Linked DNA regions of Drosophila melanogaster: region 2 is linked to region 1. A link is a contact called in public Hi-C data. All regions are on one chromosome and are shown on one strand. The core of a region is the stretch at or near the end of the contact, and the rest is flanking DNA. Distances in the headings are between cores, read along the strand shown.

Evidence for each region. Hi-C and Micro-C count contacts between places; a contact is called where the count stands out from the background.
Region 2: a contact with region 1 is called in a Hi-C map of the Kc167 cell line, with 4 times the contacts expected there. A contact is called at or near these places in 4 of 107 Hi-C or Micro-C datasets (the Kc167 cell line, embryo, eye imaginal disc and 1 more).

The regions. Positions count from the first base shown.
Region 1 is chr2L:6,334,259-6,340,846 of dm6, forward strand. It overlaps Pez (Pez,), which reads right to left and starts at 4,413. Exons shown (of 8, transcript NM_001273198.1): 1 at 4,390-4,413; 2 at 3,800-4,235; 3 at 1,057-3,013; 4 at 128-995; 5 at 1-66. The coding sequence starts at 3,884. Cpr (Cytochrome P450 reductase) reads left to right here and starts at 4,578. Exons shown (of 7, transcript NM_057810.4): 1 at 4,578-4,867.
Region 2 is chr2L:9,704,416-9,710,420 of dm6, forward strand. It overlaps CG31710, which reads right to left and starts at 1,539. Exons shown (of 3, transcript NM_001273365.1): 1 at 1,365-1,539. It overlaps pelo (pelota), which reads left to right. Exons shown (of 5, transcript NM_057634.5): 4 at 2,225-2,331; 5 at 3,730-4,468. The coding sequence ends at 3,854. It overlaps CG4364, which reads right to left. Exons shown (of 4, transcript NM_135461.4): 3 at 5,207-6,005; 4 at 4,506-5,144. The coding sequence ends at 4,612.

The sequences.
Region 1 (6,588 bases), core at 3,163-5,662:
TTTCGGTATGCGTTCGAACTCCATGAATAGCTGCGAGTCACTTAGCTTTTGGTCTAGGATTTGGCACTGGAAGTTGACAAGCGCTTTAATCGAAATGGATTCCAAATCGTAATAACTTTTAACCTACCAGTTTGTCCTTGGAATATCGTCCAGAAATGGGCTGCGGCTTGTTGACGCCTGTGGACCAACGATTTGGCAGGTTGAGATCGTCTTGGGCTAGCTTTAGCTTTGCCGCCAGCTTGGAGTGCTGACCTGCCGTTGTGGCCTTTTCCCTGCCCAGTGTGGCGGATTTCTGTTTGTCGGGTGTTTTGCTGCGTGACAAAAAGTTCCATCGCTTCTTGCGTTTTAAGTCTTTGCTGGCCGCCGATGAGGACGTGGTGTCCAGCGTTGAGTTGAACATGGAGGATGTGGAAGCTGATGTGTTGGCAGAAAGATTCATGGCACTGAACTGCTGTTGCAGCGTGTCTCCGGCCGGCGTGATCATGTCGACCGTCGACGACTTGTTTAGGCTTGCTGTTGAGCGATGTTGTCGTGGCGGAGGTGTGGCTCCCATATCTGGCGCTGCACTGGCGGCTCGATTGGTCCGCTTAGGAGCCTGCGGTTCCAGGAACAGCAGCTCCGTGCTTGCTGCTCGGTCTGCGCCGTACTTCTTTATGTTTCCATCGTCGGGTGGAGAATTGACAGTTACAGTAACTACGTTGTTGGAGCTGGCGTTTCGAGCAGCTGGAACAGGGACAACGCCTGGGGCGGACTGTATGGAGGAAGCTCTTTGACGCATAGCCTCAGTATTTGCGGCACCACTGCTGCCACCAGAGGCTCTCTGTGGCAGGGGTACATTCTCGTAGATGGGCTCGATGGAACCGTTCACCAAGCTCCTCTGTAGTGGCGCCGGTGTCGCCGATTTATGGGACGAAGCAACCACCGGCGGTGGAAGCGGGCTGCTCGCTGGCGGGGGCACAGAACTACGATATCCACTCGGCGGCAGGGTAGGTGAACTGCAAGATCGTAGCGAAAAGTATTGTTATATTGTTTATTTTACGACTTCATTACACTTACCTCTGCGTTACCACAGATCCGGCAGCTGCAGCTGCTGCCTGACTCATCGCTGACTGTCGCAGCTGGGACATTATAGACGGCTGCTCCTCGATCATGTTGAGGTTCTCGAAGGTGCCGTGCGGGGGCAGATAGGGCTGCGAGTGCCCCATGTGGCTCACGTACTGGTACTGGTGCAACATGGTGGCTCCGGAAGATGTTGGAATATTTCCGGCATGTCCGCCTGCGGGCAGAGCAACGTACTGACCGCCATTGAAGAGCGTGCGGTTAGAGACTAGATCCGGCGAGGAGCCGCTTACGTAGTTGCGGAAACCCTGAAGGGGACGGGGAGTGGCCACGGCCAGATCGGGCGTGGAGGAGGAACTCAGCCGATTGACATACGGCGGTGGGGCCTTGTGACGCATCATATGCATGCGCTGCGAGAGCTCTAGGTATGCCTGGGCGGGGCTCATGGGCTGTGGATGTGACTGCGGTTGATGCTGTGCCTGGTACAGGTTGATGTGGTGGTGTAGGGCAGCCGCCGGCTGGGCCACGTCCGGATAACGATGCGCAGTCATATGACCATACAGTAAGTTCTCGTTGTGCATGCCTGGATTGTGTACATCAGGCTGGGAGCCCGCATAGTAGGCATTTCCGGGCGCGGCCATTGCCAGTGCCACATTGTGGAATTCCGCCGATGGTGTGCGGTACTTTAGTTGGACCGCCGTCTCATAGTCTGGTGCCGGGCGGTATGTGGGCAGCATGGCTTTGAGGCGCTCCCGCTCATCGTTGTTATTGTTGTTGTTGCTGCCTCCGTGGTGCAACATGCCACTGCTGCTGTGCAGGTTGTTGTTGCTCAAATCCAGGCAGGAGCTGCTTTGTCCCAACATCTGGTTAGCGCTGGTAGCCAGCGAAATGTTGGAGGAAATCATCTGCTGCTGCTGAATCTGTTGCTGCTGCTGCATATGTTGCTGCTGCTGATGATGCTGTTGCAGTTGCTCGGCGGCCGCCGCTTCATTGTAATCGTAGTCGACATAACCAACGCTGTCAACGCCCAACGGACCACTCTCCGCATCCGCACCACTTCCCAGGCTCGAGGGCGTGGCCGTGTCAATATAGCGCTTGAAAAACTTATGCTGGCTAATGGTGAGCTTCCAGAAGTAACGTGCCGTGTCCGCCTCGCTGAATATAAAGCTTCCCACGATGCTGCCGCCACCATCCAGCTTGTTCTGCTCGATCTTAATCGTTCGCTTGTCGATGGTCACCGTGTGGAACTCCTTCCATGGAAAATACTGCCGACCGTTGTCCGCGTTCACCACCATCCCGTTGATGGCCAGGCCCAGCAACAAATCATTGCCGAGCGTGTCCTTGGCGGCGAAACGTTCCTCCCCATACCCCTCCAGCTGCTGGCAGCACTGTATGTACATCTCCTCCGCCTGGCTCTGACTCAGATGTGCAATGCCCGCCTGCTGCTGCAGGACCTCCACGATCAGTCCCTCCAGCATGCTGTCATCGTTGGCCAGGCCTTGCATGTTGCGCGGCAGGACCAGCGACTTCTTCAGATAGTCCTTGCTCTGTTTGTCGCCCTGGTAGCTATCGTACTCCGCCTGGCGGCAGTAGAGCGCCAGCAGTATGGCCGTGCGGATGTCACAGGCGATGCGGCCCTCGTAGATGTCGCTCTTCAGCTGCAGAAAGTAGTAAAAGCGCGTGGCTTCGTCGCTCAAGTGGCGCACGCCAGTGGTCACGTAGTGGCGAACGCGCAAGTAGATCTTGGGGCCCGCCGCATACTTCTCCAGCTGCCGACTGAGCGAGCGCTCCAGGTCGATCCATTTGAACTCGTCCTCCTTGTCCTTGCCCTTGACCAGGTAGCGCAGTCCAAAGAACTCCGGCTGCTGGATTAGCAAACGTTGGCAAACGTTGTCCAGGCACTCCTGTCCCTTGCTCTCCGAGCTGATCGTGCAGTCCACTGTGCTGGATGTGTCTGCAATGTAGGTAAGAGTGAAAACGTGCTTCAAACATCGGCCTAAGTCGCTCCAAGCACTCTAAATTCGCCGCACAACAACAATTTGGCCCTGCCCGTCGCACGCGCAAATATGCAAATAAAGTTTATAATCTCTTTCGAGACCTTATACGTTTTATGGACGGAAATTGTGGCGGCGCCGCTCAATTGGCTTCTCTCATCTGTCGTATTTCCTAACTAACGAAACGTAGGCCTAATGTCTAAAACCTTTCTGATGGTTGGAGAAATTTGGGTGGTTTTAATTGAGTCAAGGTCTTCAGTTCGCTTGCCAAATAAGTACATTCGGTTAAGTGTATAAGAACTACAAAACATGCTTTTGTTTAGCCCAAAATCGAGAGTAAATAATATACAAAATGTGAAGTACGCAAAGTTAGGAAGTTCTCATAGGCAGTCTGTTAGTTTTAGAATTAACGGTCGCTGTTATGTGTCCTGTGCGCCTCTGTTAACTCAGCGACTGTTAACTAGAATGCAACAAGTGAAGGCATTTTTGTGGTCTGTGCCTTGGAAGGCGAATTCCAGCTAAACTGGAAGTGGGCGCCGCATGACAATCGTTGTGCACATTCCCAATTAAATAATCCCAATTGCAATGGCAGACGGCAGCTGTTAAGTTGTGGCTTTGTCACCGATTTCTTGTTGTTTCTATTGTCTCGTCTCCACTGTTGCTATTGCTGTTGTTGTTGTTGTCGTTGCTGTCGCTGTTGTTGTTGTGGGGGGCGTAGCGCCTCTAGGAATGTGGGGCTTACTCACCCAGCAGGTGATGCACTGATATAACAAACAAACTCTTGGACGTAACATTGTACTGGCGACACTTTTTCAAGAATTTCAATGGCATTTTTCGACTATTTTGCTCCACCGGGGCTCCGCTGGGCTCACAAAAGTGGCTAAAACGGCAGCACCATCGACACCACAGGTTTTTTTTGGGGGAGTAAATTGCTCAATTGGAATTAGCCGATTTGAATCAGCTGATTAGACACGCAAACCAGAGCACTGCGCGTATTGGTTAAGTAAAGTTAAAGATAGTAATTGGGCAGTTAACGACAATAAATAAAGGAATTCACGAGAAATAAAACGAAGAGACCGAAGTGCTGATATCGATACGCAGGTGCTGACTGAGTATCTCGGTGGCTGGCATCGAATGGATCGATAGGCGGCATTGACTATCGGTATGTCTTTGCGCAGTGGGCTGCAAGAAAATAGGTTTAGTTCTGTTAAAGAAAACAAGTGCAACCAAGAAATATGTAACTGAAACAAAACAGTTTATATTTTAAAATATATAACAATGCAGTCAGCAGTGATTAAATAAAATTCCTAAAGATATTAAAACCACTGATACACACGAATACTTCGTTGTACACAGCAAGAGAATAACGGTTTCTAGCGAACAGTAAAATATCAAACTTAACAGAGCTACTGGACACATAGGTGGCGTGCTGGCATAGCTCTGTTATCCGTTCCAACTCCAGTGCTGGAAAGTGCGCGCAACTGAGAAATCCACACCGCGATTCGACGACGGTCCCTCTGGAATTCAGTAATTTAGTACTGCTGCTGCCGTGGTAGTCGTCACTTCCCCTTTGCACTTGCCGCCCTCCGTCAACGTTTTATCGAATAAAGCGAATTAAAATTAAGATCGTGGCTTCGCCCCGCTGCGTAACTGAATAAAGCGAATTTAAATCAAGGGCTTTGACGTCTGCCAAGCTGCTGAGAGGGGCTGCAACAGGAAGAGCACCAGAGACGGGGCACAAATCCACATCCACATCCACCGATCGTCGTCTATCTACAGAGGATTAGGAGCAGCGCAGTCGGAGATCGCGATCGGTGAGTTTCGAGGAGCCGAATCACAAGGCCACGCACTGTCGAAATCCAAAAAGCAAAACCCGATTACCAAAATCGAAATCCAGTCCATAATTAATTTGCTGCTTAGATATTTCGAGCGCTGCATTGGCGGTCAAGGTTGCAGCGACGAGGACAGATGATGGAGCAACCGTATCGCTCACTCGCTCGCTCACACACACACACACACACAGAAGAGCCCTGCGAGCGAGTTTAAAGTTCAGTACCTGTTGCTGCGCTCGCCCAGTCTCCCTCTCCCTCTCGCTCTCGCACAGCCTCGCCGCCGCCCGTGCGATAGTGCGCTCTCGCTCACTCCGTCCGCGCTGCGTGTAATTTAATTTAATTCACTTCTGTTATTAATTTGCGCTATTTGCACGCTGTATCGCCGCCTTTCACGTCTCAAACCGAGTCGTAGGCCGAATTGCATAACCAAAAACGCGACTCGGGTCGCCAATCGGCCATCAAGTTACTTTTCTGCTCGTGGCTCTCCGCTGAGAACAGCTGTCGACTGTCTGCTTCCCGTACAGTAAGCACTCGATATGAGCGACGAAGCTATGTTCTTAATTTCCGTTAACCTGCCTTTCCTTATTCAAAAAATCAACATTTGAAAATCCTAAGTACACCAACTTTACACATTTTCCAATTGGAGTTGGCGTTGCATTTAGTTTCCAATTTATTAAAAACAATTTGTGAAAAAAGCCAACCGATATATTGTTTTATGCTAATTAAACACACACACATTAATGACGATGTAAACAAAATCCTAGTATCAAAATTTACTACAACGAAATTGAAAGTGGCTTAGTTCGAAAAGCCGAAGTGTGTATACTCTTGCTGCCTTGTATAACTGAACTCTGTAAAATCGTTCCATTTTGAAAGAACTAAGAACTTAGTAGGAGATACTGCAAGTCTAGGTATGTACGTACATACATATTTACATATATATAAATCAGTTAAAATATAAAAATTGTACATTGTTGTACACTTCCTAAGAACTTTTATGGATAAAAATTAGTTCTCTGAAATTCAAGTTCAAAGACAAACTAAATAAATATATTATATTATATGTTATGACACCCCATTATAGGGTTACCTACCTATTAAAGCTAGACTATTAGTTCTTCCAATTAAAGAACCATTAAAAGGGCAGGTTCCGTAATGGGATTACATTTAATGGACTTCGGTTAAAGTGAGCGCGGAGTTACATTTCATCCTTTCCAGACAGCCAAACTAGGTTTATGATAACGAAAGCCACTTGGGCGCGAAATAAATATGCATAGTCATGCTTACTTTATAATTCTCCGTCGATTCGGACGAGTAATTCGAGAGTGTCATCGTGTTTAGGGAATTTTAAAATCACATATGCCAAGCGAGATTCTAAGCGTTATCACGCACATTACAAGTGTGTAGGGTGATACTAGATGGGCGTTTGTTGTGACTAGATCGTAAACTTTGTTTGAATAGATGGCTAAGCAGAAATAACCAAGATCATTCATCTCATTCATTTAGATTAACTACTTAGTCGTAAACTAGAAAAAGAAGCACTCAAATAAAGAGTGTTTTTGGAGGAAACATATACACATTTGAACGAGTTAGGATCTATTGTTTCGTAAAAAAAACTAAAGAAACCGAATTTATGTTAACATTTTTGGAACATTTGTTGGTTTTCGTGATATATATGTGTGCTTCCTAACACAATTTAATCA
Region 2 (6,005 bases), core at 289-2,788, 3.4 Mb after region 1:
GATCACTTGGCTGGCAACTTTTTGAAGCGGACACTCTCGCTTCCACACAGCTCCCCCTTTGGATTTTCTGGGAATGGATTCCACATGGCGTGCAACATGATCCACTTCCAGCTAACTTATCAAGTTCTTTTGCTACTCGAATGCACTTAGCATTTTCTTATACGCCCCCTCCCCCCCCCACCGATACTCCCTGCCATCTTGTAGATTTTCTATTTTTTTCGTACGTATATTATTCATGTGTCCAACCAGTTTTTCTAGTCCCTCTTTGTTTTGCTTTGCAACATGTCTTGTGCATCAAAAACGTGCCCCCTTTAAGCGATTATTTCTGGTGTTTTTTTGTCGCAGCTGGCCACGCTTGTAAATATTGTCTCGAAATGCAATTGTTTATATATTTCGTACATATATTTGCATTGTGAAATATTCGAAAAAAAAGCGAATGAAAGAGAGAGAGGAAGAGTTTAAGGCTTTTTCCATTAAAACTTAAGTGAAAGGGCTTGTCTGACTGAGCGATATTGATACCCTAAACGGGTATCCATGAATCACTTTTATTGGATCTTTGCTTTAAAGGGTGCTCGGGTTGGGTTTTGTTTGGTCAACTGATGGGGTAAGCAATGAATTGGCTGTTTTTGGAATGATCGTAGTCATAAAGGCTTTGAAATCAAGGCGTTGCCTTTAAGGTTGGTCTCAAATGATCTCACAAAATTGGGCAATGAGGGCTAACCTTGCCGGATTCATTAGTCTTGCACTTTTTCAATATATTTAGTGCAGTACAATGTTTGTAGATTATACGTTGAGTTGTCAAGTTCAAATAGTGCTGTCTTTGCTCGCACATTTAATTACACATTTGTACTGATATCTGGGGCTGCCCATGTTCCCACTTTCCCCGCCACCATCTTTCTTTCCCATTTCTCCTTAAAAACGAGCTCTCTCTCTCTTTTTCTGGCTGACAATTCACGGCTGTGCCCAACCTCGTGCACGCTAATTCCATTATAACAATTGATTCCATTGTGCAATCGTTGTCACGCAGCAGCAGCAGCAGCAACAGCTATTGCAGCTACATCAGCAACATGAGTAGCGGCTAAAATTGCAGGTACATCAGCAGCAGCATCTACAACACAATGGCTCGCAGTTCATCGCAGATTGCGGTTAACGGATGAGCGAAAAAGTATCTGAACACAGGTAGCAGATACGTTTGTATCTGCATTGCCTTCTGCTGAGTCAGCGGGGATAAAACGTTGAACTAAACTGTCAGCGGGACTTTTTGAGAGTCTATTTGAGATTTCATCTGCACTGAGGCAGCATTTTTGTTATATGTAGATATAAAACCTTTTTGCAACTTTCACTCTGCGGAGGAGAAAACACACCTTTGTATTATCTTTTTATGCGTTGTGTTTTGTGCACTTTTCTTTTGCGGTTTCGATGGCGCTGTTTGGATCTTTTTTTTAGCGGGGTCTTAGCACCAATTTTTCTTTTCGCGTGGCAATCTTCTCCGGTTCGTTTCGGATTTCGATTTTCCGTCCCTCGAATCGCTCGATGTTGCCCGCAAAAAAGCCGCTTTGCAACTAATTCTTCGATGCGAAGACAGCCGCTCTCTTCTCAGCCACACGTGTTGTGGATCGCATTCGGAATAAAGTCCACACTCCACATATTTCGATCCGTTCGCTCGCAATCTCTCCAAGCAAACTGAAAGCGGTTTGTTGTCGTCAATAAAAATGATAATTGAAATTTCATTTTTTGTATGGTTTTCATTCGAATTTCTGCTGATTCTTATTCTAACTTTTTTTACCTGCACAAATAAATGCTCATTCTGATGGGGTTTTTGAACTGCACTTACTTTTTATGGCAGTCGCACTTTCATTGCTCGTCTAGTGACTTCATGCTCTCTGAGAATCTTAAGTGCAAATTATGGGGTCCAAGTATAATGTGTGTGATGACCCCCTTTGGTGGGGTTGAGTGACGAGGTGAACCCACTATTTCCAGTTAAACTTGACACCTTATTCAATGCGGATTATGCCCATCACGTGCCATGATCCAGCACTTTGCTATGCGCCATTTAAACGGGCCGTGGAATGCGAAAGTGCAATAGATACGGGCACCTACATCCGTAAATGGGTGAAAAATGGGTATATTAATGAGTGGAATCGAGTTGGATATGATGTTAGGGGTTTCTGTTCTATAAATGATACGACAATGATTTAAACATCAACATTTGTTCATTTTACAGATGCCAAGACGTTAGTCTGAGAAAGGAATATGTCAATCTGGTCGAATCCATTCGCGATGCTGGGGGAGAAGTCAAAATCTTTTCGAGCATGCACATCTCAGGAGAACGTAAGTATCAAACAATAAACTATTGATTTAAACCCTTGAATAAGAAGGATTGTAAGAGAATGATCCGATCTAGTGAGTCACTGTGTAGTACAAAGTGCATCTTCTTTACTCCATTAATTAAGTTCACATATATGTAAGGCAATTACATGCTAAACTTAAATAGAACAATCTTGAAAGCCATCTAACTTTAACCTTGTGTCGATTTGAAATAACTCAAGAACTTCTGGTACATAGAAATGAATCTGTCAGTGACTCATGGAGCGAGAAGGAACTGCCCTTTCAGGCCGAGAATAGATCATCTCCAGCAGAATCTTCTCTTTGCATCACACTTGTTCCACCTTTGGCCATTTCTATGCTCAATTTGGATGGAATATTTATGTGCAGGCTGCCTTCCCCCGTCTAATGACCTCGTTAAAGATGCTATTTTTAAGTTCCCGCGATGCAATATTGAATACATGCGCGTGCATATGTGAGAATATCTTGGAGGGGTCTCCCACATTACAAAGTCCGCTGCGAGATAAGCAAAAAAAAAAAAAAACAGCACTATTGAATGGCTGCCAAGTAGTTTTCGCTAGCTCATTCGAAAGGGAACTTTCGATTTCATTTTCGTATGCAATTAAGTATTAATTAAAATTACATCTCACATATTGGCCATACTTTCGGGGTGTAAAGTGCTTAAATGCTTTAAATAACCATTTGCAGGTGACTCACGAGATGAGATTCCTTCCACGAGTTTCTTTTTTCAATTGTCTGAGGCCTGCGTCTTGGCAAGAGTTTCGTTTTCGACTCGAAAATGGGTCGCTGGTGTTCCGAAATAGATCCCCCATGCCCTGTAGATTTTGCAAGAATTTAGTTGTAACGATCCCTTTCGTATTCTTTCTTTTTTTTTTATCGCTAAGTACTGCCCATTCTTATCTCGTTGCAAGTATTTATTCCGCAATTCTACTCAGCCGAGCAGTTTAATCAGCTTTAAATTATATAAGAATATAAACAATGAGGCTACTTGTGTAAACAGAACCAAATTTAACAGATAAAGGGGCCTGGTACTTGAGAACACGAATTATATATTCTCTGGTACGTAACCTGCATTAATTATGAATATGTAATGCTCACTCTGGCCGTGTTGAATGTGAAGTTCATTGGGGTGAGTCATGGCCTAGAATAAGCGGTGGACCTTGAAGTTGGACGGTAGGAACGCCCACAACCTGGGGAAAAAGTGAAAAACTTGCATTGGCTGCTGCAGTTCTGAGGCTCTGCGATTTCTTGCACCGAGTATGGATGCTTATGGTCTTTGTAGTTTACTTGATATTCAGGTTTTCAGCATGCAGATAGCAGTAATTAGCTGCAACAACTTATAAAGCTAAGTCCATTGAATAACCCCAATCTTTTTGTTCACAGAACTTGCTCAACTAACTGGAATTGCAGCCCTCCTGCGCTTCCCGATGCCCGAACTGGAGGACAGCGACGATGATGATGATGAGGATGGAGCGGCAGGCGGGGTGGCAGATAGCGATAGCGACTAGGATCATAAATAGGAATAGCTTCATGGAATCTTGGCATTTGATAACGGAAAATTTTGACTTAGGAACTTAACTAGCGAGCGATATACAAGTAGACTAATAGGAACCACGACAGACTTGGACGTCAGGGCATATACAATATACATACATAGTGCTAATTCAATACAATATACACACTGCTTAAGTTCACCCGTGGCTGGGCCTACAAATTCAACATTTTATATTCTTTGTGTTCAATTAAATGGCCACAATATTGTTAGGTTTCAATTATTGCTTCATATGAGTTGCGTTAACTATATTCGGCAAACTAAATTCCTTTCCGGCGCACTTAAATTCATTGTTCATTCATTTGTAAAATGGAAAACGGAGGTTTACAAAATGATTAAAAACGGCATATAATATAGTTATTTATCCAGTTTCGTTGTTTAAACCCGGATTTTATGCATCTTCAGAACGCTCTTAATGTTGCTTAACTTTATAAGATTTGTAATTATCATTTTATGCTGTAAACATAACCCTTTGTTAAACCCTACTAGTTGATACAGAATGTAAGTAATTAACCATGCTGTAAAATATATAAATGTAAAATAAATCATTTTCAAGAATTCACCTAACTGAAATTACCATTGATTTCTTCTGTTCATCTGTGCATATCTCGAATACGAAATAAAATTATATTCCATTCAGTTTCATTTACATTTTCGTTGTTTATTATTTAAACCTAAATCAAGACACAGATCCCCCCGAGCAGACTCTTCGCTCACTTGCCCAGCTTGGAAGCCTTGGCAGCTGCAGCCGCCGCTTCCTTGCGTGCCTCCCGCTTGGCCGTCTTCCGGGCCTCCTTCTCGTTGGCCTCGATGGTTCGTCGCTTCTTGCGCAACAGCCATTCCTCCTTTTCCTTAGTCTGCTTCTCGCGGATGAGTTTCCGGAACAGATTGCGATGACGGGGCTTCACCATACGCGCTTGCAGGCGGTGCTCATCGACCTCGGCCTTGTGCACCTGCCGCTTGTTGACCTTGTGCACCTTGCCCGACTGCACGGACATCTTCTGTTTCTCCTCCTGCAGACGCTTGGTCTTCTCGTCGAGCTCTTCCTCCTCTTCATCGTCGTCTTCATTATCATCTTCATCATCCGGATCCTCCTCGTCTTCGTTGACGCCATCGGGACCGCCGTACTTCTTGTACTCAGCCGTTTCCTGTTGATAGGCCAGCTGCAGTTGCGCATCGAGCAGCTCTTGGTCCACAGTCTCCTCTTCCTCCTGAGCTTCGTCCTCGGAGTCGTCATCGCTTTGGGCTGCAGAAAAAGTAATAGTTAAATAGCTGTTCCAAAAAATATTTAAAGATCCTGTAACTTACCATGTGTTTCGATCAGGGAGGGATCCAGGAGGGCCTTCTCTTCCGGCGGTATGTACGAGTCCCTCTTGGAGTCCACGAATGGCGACAGGTGCGGTGGCAGTGTCTCGCCGATGAAGTACTTGTTAGTGGGCAGCAGCTGGCGCTGATTGACGCAGTCGAAGACCCACTGTGGCTGGATATAGTCGCGCGAGATGTATTGCGTGGTAATGCTGGGCCTGTCCACGATCTGGTGGGTGATGGTCTCATCACCTTCGTCATAGGTTGAGCCAGCGAAGATAGACGAGTCCCAGGACACCTTGCCGCCAAAGGAACGGATGAGGATGACTAGGGGCTCGCGCGGAACTTCGCGATTGATAAAGAACTTCAAGCCCTTGAATAGGGTGCGTAGACGGCTCACTTCCTGCGCCTCCTGCTTCATTTTGATGATGCGCTTCGAGTCGCCGTCCTGCTCCAAAAGTTCCATGTCAATGTCCAGCTCCTCCTCATCCTCCTGCACCTTGTCCGTGCGCAGTAGCTCGAAGTTCAAGGCTGCAATGCGGTCAGATACGAAGCTGGCCTCATCCTTCAGGGACTCTTCGCTGTCCTGAAGCACGCTGCTTGGGAATTGTGGTGGATAGGCCAGATTCAGGCCATGGAATAGCCGGAAGTTGGTGAAGCCCAGCATAATGGTGTAGAACTCCACAAAGATGGACATCACCTTGAAGTCCACCTCCTGGCGTGACTGTGGCTTGAACGGATAGTAATGCGGCACAATCCAAGTGACCTTCTGGCCCTTGATCTCCGCTTGGAAGTAGTAGCC